3 separate regions of the Zea mays genome follow, and regions 2 and 3 are each linked to region 1. Evidence: chromatin contacts called from public Hi-C data. All regions are on one chromosome and are shown on one strand. The core of a region is the stretch at or near the end of the contact, and the rest is flanking DNA. Distances in the headings are between cores, read along the strand shown. Region 1 holds the start of LOC109943608 (protein ILITYHIA). Region 2 holds the start of LOC100285774. Region 3 has its middle 23 kb from the start of LOC100285774.

Evidence for each region. A called contact is a pair of places that touch in the nucleus more often than the background predicts.
Region 2: a Hi-C map of leaf shows a contact between it and region 1, with 2.6 times the contacts expected there. The contact joins the promoter of LOC100285774 here to the promoter of LOC109943608 in region 1. A contact is called at or near these places in 6 of 25 Hi-C or Micro-C datasets (bundle sheath, ear, endosperm and 2 more).
Region 3: a Hi-C map of endosperm shows a contact between it and region 1, with 5 times the contacts expected there. The contact joins the enhancer-like site here to the promoter of LOC109943608 in region 1. A contact is called at or near these places in 8 of 25 Hi-C or Micro-C datasets (bundle sheath, ear, endosperm and 5 more).

The regions. Positions count from the first base shown.
Region 1 is chr1:40,342,021-40,344,771 of Zm-B73-REFERENCE-NAM-5.0, forward strand. LOC109943608 (protein ILITYHIA) reads left to right here and starts at 1,358. Exons shown (of 3, transcript XM_020547112.3): 1 at 1,358-2,734. The coding sequence starts at 2,718.
Region 2 is chr1:40,170,834-40,173,584 of Zm-B73-REFERENCE-NAM-5.0, forward strand. It overlaps LOC100285774, which reads left to right and starts at 1,424. Exons shown (of 10, transcript NM_001158664.2): 1 at 1,424-1,801; 2 at 2,464-2,557. The coding sequence starts at 1,689.
Region 3 is chr1:40,193,814-40,196,564 of Zm-B73-REFERENCE-NAM-5.0, forward strand. No RefSeq gene overlaps it. Among protein-coding and RNA genes, the nearest start is that of LOC100285774, 23 kb to the left of the region's middle. Within about 2 kb of position 1,343, at least 18 of the 20 cell types and tissues checked have an H3K27ac peak or open chromatin away from gene starts, as enhancers often do. A contact at or near this core is called in bundle sheath, ear, endosperm and 5 more, where this site is marked.

The DNA.
Region 1 (2,751 bases), core at 108-2,607:
GATCGATGGGGATTTGGCGTTCGACAGGTGCAGGCTCAGGCTCAGTAGATTTGATGCTGCAATATACTACTCCCTTTCGTTGTGTCGCGTTTTACTTCAAAAATGAACTAGCGGATGACAAAGCGTAAATATTTTTTTCCAATAAAAAAAGCATACAGGCCTACCATCTATAGGTCAACTGGTCGAGCGTAGTAGTAGTTGGTGGCGGTGGTGGTGGGTGACGACGACGGCTACAGTGGCGTATGCTTACCACATTACCAACTGGGTCCGCGGTGGCGCTTGATTGCTTGCTTGCTTTCTTTCTTTCTTTAATTGTCGCCACCGGCCGCGTTGGTGCGGTCGATTGACATTTGAATCTGTCTCGACGCGAGTTCTACCCCCCAAAAAAATAGAGAATCGTTTCTCCTGCCATGCACGAGGATGGGACCTTGATATTCTTTTCAGCTAGCTACGTGGTTCTCCGGCGCTATTATTCCAAAGGAATTATTAAAACTTTGTAGAAGCAGGTAAACGAGGTCGCCACCTGGTTCTTCTGCATCCTGAGAAACAGGAGCGGAGAGATATTATTTCTTCTTAGAACTCTGTCAGCAAGTACATTTGTTGGAACGGAGCCGCTTCCAGAGCTGTGTGAGGAAGCAGTGAAGCACACGTATAAACTGACAAGACGCAACGCAATACCGAGCCGGCGGCAAACCTGCGCATGCGTGCCGCCGAGAGCCACTGCCGCATGCGTTTTTTGCCGGCTCTCTCTCGCTCTCTCGCGTAGGATGATACAAGTAAAACACGCTACTAATCTAATTGTAGTAGTCTTCCATGTTTGAGTCCGGGTTGGGCAGGTAAAGAGAGCTGGCGCGGCGCGGATGGAGGGGACACGTGAAGAAGACAAACTCCGTGCTGGACTTTAACTGACGGCTGCTAGTAGCTCGCAACTCCCCAACCAACGACGAACCCACGAGCGAGGTTTACCTGCTCGCCCGGTAACCTATAGCTTGACGCACTTAAAGATAAGATGACCACGCGCGAACTAATAATGCTAGCGCACGCGAGTTAAAACCAGGTGGCGATAGGCTTTGAACACGATATCTTTTTTTTTTCTTTTCCTTCTGGCTAACCGTCCACGGGGGATGGTCGCTATCAGTTGTGACCTCTAGATGAGGCTTATAGATAGATAGACGATAGAATCGTAGTATAGCTAAGCTTTACGTGATTTTTTTATAGATATAATTCATTATTTATTCTATCAATATTAATTTATCCTATGTTATTTTTTAAAAAAAACTAAAACTATAGATTTTTTTTTACTTCTCTTGCCATTTCTCTACAACTATTAAGAGCAAAGTGTAGACTGCCCCCGCCCGTCCGCCCGCCGCAACGCACGGCGCCCACCCGCCCACCGCCGCGACTCCCGCATGCCCGCCGCTACCGAACCGCTCGCCTACCACCCGCACGCCACACGCCGCGAAGCACGACCGCCGCCGCGAATCCCGCCACTACCGAACACGGACCGCCCGCCTCCGCGAATCCCGCAGATGCAACCTCTCCCTCATCAACCTGCGCGATGTCACTACTACCCACGATCGGCGATCCCATCTCCCAGCGCTCCCACATGAATCCCAAAAATCGTTCTCCATCTGCCTCCACCAATTACCGTAGCCGAACAGTTGCTGGCGGCGAGTACCACGACCTCATCTCCCTCTCTTCATCCTCTCTCACATCGCGGCTAGGGTTAGGTCATCTCACCAAGCCACCATGATGCAGCAGCTCTGTCACAGCAGGGCATGGCAGATGGCGCCACCTCTTACCTCCGCAGTCCGCCAGGCAACGGAAGGCCCACCAGGCGGCCGCGCGAGTGCCAAGCGTGGATGGGCGTGGCCAAGAGCTAAGACCCTAACTTTTGGTGAATCTCACGGCCGCGCTCTCCTTCCTCTCCACACTCTGTCTCGGCACCGTCCCGCACTCTCGCTCACAATGCCACCATCGCCGCTGACGAGGCCTCGTCTCCGTCGGTCCCTGTTCTGCCCACCGGCAGTATGACAGATGGACCCCATGTCTCCGGCGGAGGGAATGGCGAGGCAAAGCATAGGTAGGCACTGAACGGACCCGACACAGCCTGATCCAGTTAATTGGTGTTGCTCTCGTTCTCCCTGTTCAGATCTAAGGGTTCAGTTTGGTTGTCTCAGGCAGCAACGGTGTCACGAACGCGACATCGAAGGTGAAATTCTTTTCGCGTTCAACTAATCCCCCTATGTCATTCGATGATAATCCCTTGCTTACTTTGGTAATGGTTTGGCTACTGCACATAGACTATTGTTACTCTGAATGTTGCACAGTGTCTTCTTCGAAGAAGACTGGGTTGATTCGGCTACAACATTTAAATGCAGCTAACCCTTGGTGCTTCTCCAGTAGTCCAGCGCATGTGCTTCAGTTATTTGTACACGAACTTTTTTGTTGGCTGTTGTACTCATGCCAGTTGCAGATTGACCATGCAGAGTAGTGAATAGCGAGGATGGCTGATACTATAATTTTCTCGCCATTTGGCTGCTCATAGGCTCTCAATAATCGAGGATATTTTTCCAGGCATCAAATCATGTATGTCCTATGTAGGGAAAGAAGACCTGGGTAATGCCTTGCTATGCCCATATGACATTACGAGCACACTAAATTTAAGCTTTCTTCTATCTTTGATCATGTTCTAACTACTAGCATGGAGGAAGAATATGTACAATTCAAGCAGGTACTGACCCATTCCTT
Region 2 (2,751 bases), core at 174-2,673, 170 kb before region 1:
CCTTATTGCAATTTCATTTAAAATTAGAAAAGCCTATCATACGCTTTCACTAAGACGGTTGATGATGATCTATTTATTTGTTAAATTTATGTTGATGATATTATCTTTGGTTCTACTAACCGATCATCTTATGAAGAGTTTAGTAGGATAATAGTCAATAAATTTGAGATGTCAACGATGGAGGAGTTAAAGTTTTTCTTAGGATTACAGATCAAGCAACTCAAGACAACACCTTCATTAACCAAGCGAAGTACAACCAAGACATTATGAAGAAGCTTGAGATGAAGGATGCCAAATCCATCTCCAAGAAGTTTCAAAAAACTTCTCTAATTTATTTTTATAAGGTTTAAAACAACAATCTCTAACAACTCTTAACCTTATCTCTTAATCTTTAAAAAACAAACCCTCTAAAAAAATACATGCACTTGTGCCGCCTGCGGTAGCTCTCCTTCTAGACCAAAGAGCCAATCATGTTTGCTGCAGCATGCACGCCCATGCGGCCATGCAGCACACAATGCCCCACTGCCCGAGCCGGAGTCGAGGTTTGCTACTTTACGCAGGGCGACGCCGAGCACACCGACGTCGTCGTGGACTTGTATGCCTCGTGTGTCCCACCATTCATGATGTGTCCCATCATGCCCGTCAAGTTCATCGAGCTATTCACTTGGCTTTAATCTGAAACGGCTTCTACTGTTTCTACAGTGTTTTGTATGTATCCAAACAACTGATTTTAATCCGAAGCGAACATTCTGATTTGCCTTCGCCACTACTAAAGATCGACGTATACCACCCTCCGCAAGGTCATGACGATCATCACCGGCACGCTGTCCAGTCTGAACCTAGCTATAGCAAAGGGTGTGACGGAGACATGCAAGCAACACATTATCATGGCCTATTTTTCGGTACTCCTAATACCTTTTGTGATTAAAAAAGTAATGATTTTATGAATAAATGTTTAGGAATTATTGTGTATCGTCTAAGGCTGTTCCCAAACCATACTCGTTTAATACATGCCATATAAACATTTTTGATAACACTACAAGAGAGTTAAGAGAAAAATATAAGAAAACTATATCACGAGGGAGATACTGTTTCAGCTCGAGACCTTATAGCAAAACTTAAATCATCCAAGTAATCCACACATCATACACTCATATATGCTAGTATTTAATATTTTATAGAGGATAAAAACAATCTATGATACTATGATTGAGATAGTTGTATTTTATATACTTTTATATAATATAACAGCTTGGATATTGTAACAAGATACCATAGACTCAAAATAGCCTTATGTCAAATAGAGGCAAAATCAAACGATAAGGAGTTTAGGAGGGCATTGTGGTCATTCTCGTCACCCACGTTGTGCCGCGTCCGGTCGTTTCGTTAATACCACCAGTCCACCACTGCCTGCCTGGCCTTGGATTGGAATCTCTGGGCGACTCGACCTGAACAACCCCGCCCGCCGTCCTGCCCTTGTGCTCTAGTCCTCCCGCGACCGTTCCAAATTCTTCCTCGCGTTCGTATTCCACGCGGCGACGTCGCCATCGCCATCGCGGCCGCCGCTCCGCCCCTCTTCCTTCGCATATACGTAGGTAGGCGCCTCCCCAAACCCTAAGCCTTTATCTCCCACGCGCGCGGCTCGCTCTGCTGCGCCGCGGCTCGCTCGACCCCGCAGATCGCCGGCGATGGGATCCAAGGACCAGGACGGAGGGGCTGCATCCTCGGGAGGCGGCTTCTTCTCGTCGTTCGCCGCCGGCATGCGCAGCTGGGGCACCGCCGTGCATAAATCCGTCAACGGGTGAGTTTTCGGCCACCTGCTTCCTACCTCCCCGCTCCTCCCCTCAGATCCGCATCGAGCTACCCGTTAGAGCTCTGCCCGAGCTGATCGTGGCCTCTCCAACCCGTGATCTGATGCTCCTGCATCGGATCCCAGCTGCTTCTGATTCCGTCCGGTGATCCTGTTGAACTCCGAGTCGATTGTTTCCGCTTAAGTTCCAAGCTTCGTTATCTAGTAACTCTATATGTTATGATTCACTCGAATTATGATACAGTGATTTATTTGCTACTTATGTGCAGCCATATATTCTCACCTAGAGCGATAATAAAGTGGATGATTGGTTGAATGATAGGTCCTTACACGTGATGCTCTGAACTGTACACAGTATGACGTGTGCAATACGGAGTTTCTATGATGTAATCTGTACTGAATTGGATGCGAACAGTTTGTCCTATATCAAAATGGTCTTCCTTTGATAAGCACAACATATGTTGGATCTTTGCTTTTCCCTAAGTTTAGACTTTTGTTCCACTTTGTACTTAGGTTTTGCCTTTGTAGACTTGAATTTTCACGAATGTTTGTGGTCAATGGGCTGGCATTGGCCTCCTATGTAAAGATGTTGGTCTTTAGTAATTAAGACGGGTTTCTGTTAGTTACCATCTGCTGTTATGCAATGTCTGTAGGCTGCTTGGTTATGAAGGCCTTGAAGTTATTAACCCCGATGGAGGCACAGATGATGCTGAAGAAGAAGCTTTGAAGGGGAGATGGAAGCAGGAGGTAAGGAGATTTGAATCATCATCAAATAGTGTATTGCTAGAAAGTCATGAGAACAAATTTTATTTGACAATACTTCCAAATTGAGGGTGTTCTGCATGGACATTCACTCTTCATGACAAATTAATTGATTTTGTGATTTTTTTTTCAATCTCGCAGAGCGAAGTTGGATAATATCAACAAATATAAATTCCATG
Region 3 (2,751 bases), core at 93-2,592, 150 kb before region 1:
AAAGCAAATGGCCGCCGTCCCTTTCTAGGAACGCTTGGCATCTCCTGCTGTCCCTGCCTTTTGCTCTCTTGGGCGCAAGCAACGCATGCAGAGGATCAAAACCCCTGGCCCTGGCCCTGGGACGTACTACGCCTCTTCTGCGCGCTTTACGTGCAAGCAACTGCTGCAGCCTCCTCCTGCAGCTAGCGCCTCCATCATTCTGTTTCCCTTTTCCGTTTTCGTGTTAGCGTCTCCTACGTACGGCCTGGATCGATGGATCCCACCGATACAAACAAACAAACAAACGATCAGACATACAGATCCAGCGGCGCATTTTCGTGACATGTCACAGGACCTCGTGTATCGGGTTTTGGTTCGGATCTGTACTCCCGATTGAGTTGTTTTGTACGGCACGCTGCGCACGCAGTTTTTTTGTCGGTGGAAGCAGGAGTATAGCATACTAGCATGCAATCAAGAGCTGAGAGCCGGTCGTGGGGCGCGCGGCATCACTTTCCTTGCCACGCCGGCCCACTGCGCGCAGCGCATCTACTACTAGCGGGACTGCGTGCGTGCGTGACGCACGTTGCTGAATGCTGATATCCGTGTTTGGCCCACCGGCCGCCGCGTCGTGTGTGTAGCGTGCAGGCAGTACTGTACGTTTGAAACATCGATCCGAACGGACTTGGCCTCACCGTGCGTGCATTGGACGGGACGGGCTCTGCCACCCAGGCCCCCACCCTGCTTTCCCTGTCCCAATCTCCCCCAAATGCATCCTGCGGCATTCAGTTTTTTGCGTCTGCTGCGCGCATGCACTGGGTCTGGGTCCCTCCTCCTCCTCTCTGCCTACGTGCGTGAATGCATGCACGCAGCACGCAGCACGCATCATGCTGTAGTACCAAATTGGTACTAGTAGGCTGATGAGTTGAGCGCTCATGATTGGCGTCGGTCATGGGAGACGTGCCAATAGTGTCAGGTCAGCGAGCGCATCCTGGAGCAGGATGGAATGCAGACGGGTCATTCCCGCCCGGCCGCCCCCACCCCGTTCGTCGTTTACCACGCAGGCATGCATGTTCAAAATCGATTTTGATCGAGGCAGGTTGCTGGCGTATTTACATTTGCCATTGAAAAAAATATAAACGCTAGGATCACTGTAGATTTGCAAGTACGATCATGTACATAATCACCCTGATCCTGTTCATGCGACCTTACTTGGCTGCGACGAACATCCCATCAGCACCGCACCTTTTTTCTATTTATCCAGAAGATTTCCCTCGCGATCGCGATACGGTTCCACCAGCTACACTGGACCCGTACATCCTACCTGTCCTGGCAGTGGCACGTGCCGTCCGGCCCCACGTCCCAGAGGAATCTCACATCCAGGGCCCCCCACACGACGTGACACCCCTTCCACCCCCCTGTGCCTGTGCGCGCCGCCCTAGCCCAAAAAACTTGCAGCGCGTACCGGACACGGACGCCGGGCAGTTGCCTGTTTTGCCTCGCCCCGCCGTCACTACACTCCCGCACCGCACTCCCTCGCTCCGGCTCAACAACGCGCCCACCCACCGTCTCCTGACCCGCGGGACCCACGCGCAACAGATTCCCTTTTCCCTCCATCGCGACGCGGGTCCCGCCGCCTGCCCGGAAGCCCGACCGCCACCACATACGCGACCCGGAAACCCCATCCTCATCTATCGCGACGCCCGCAACGTCGTCGCGCCGTCAGCCCCCGTCCGGGCGCCGTCCCGATCGTGTGGCCGGCGCGCCCGCCACGCCGCCGTCGCGGCTGACGCCGGCGACCCCCGCCCCGACCCACCCACCCAGCCATCCCTAAACGAGGCGTCACGTCGGGGCATTTTTCAATCGCGCGAAATAAAAAAAAACGCACATAAAAAAACAGGGACTGATCCATCGCTGTCTTTCGGTTTCGTGCTCTCTCTTTCTCTCACTTTTTTTTTGCCCCTGTGATGATCGTAGTTGGAGGCTCGGAGCGGATGACGATACCAAGGACGGCGAGGAGCAACGAAAATTCGGAAGCAGCAACGAAAAATGTTTCTCCTTGTCATTATCTCTTCTTCTTCTCCGTGGGAGATAACAAGGGCCACGAAAAATTAAATTGAATCTCCGGCCAAGAGTGACCGGACCGGGCGGCGGCGGGAGGGAGGGAGGGATAGGCGGATAAGCGTAGGGAAGACAGGAACCAATGGCGGCGTGCTGGGCCGACACGCGTCGGAGTTCTTTTTTTCTGACGTGGCCGGAGGAGTGGCAGATGGGACTTGCAAGAAAAAAAAAACGCTGGTCTTTTCCTCTTGTGAACCGTGATACTAACGAGAAACGAATCGAGAAACAAAGATACTCCATTTTTATATTTATATAAAAATCTAAAAATAGTGTCACTAGGTACATTATAAAAATGTTTACGTGTTTAATATCATAGGTATCGCTAGTCTTCTTTACAAAAATAATTCAATTTAAAATAGTTTTTTTTGAAAGAGAGATTTTATTTACCTAGACGATAGATACGGGGATAAATTTGTCTTTAAATATAATCAGTTAAATTTATCTTTAAATATTTTACCCCGTGGGAACAAATTCCCTACGGGGATGGCAGAAAAAGTCTCTCCGTAAGCATTTACGGGGACATCAATATAATTTTTCTTCCCGCGAGGACGGTGATGGGGAGGCATTCCCTGTCGGGGAATTTCCCGTGGACATCACTTGTTTTAGGTGACCATATGGGTAACCTTCTGAACACGGTCTAAGAGATCAATAACA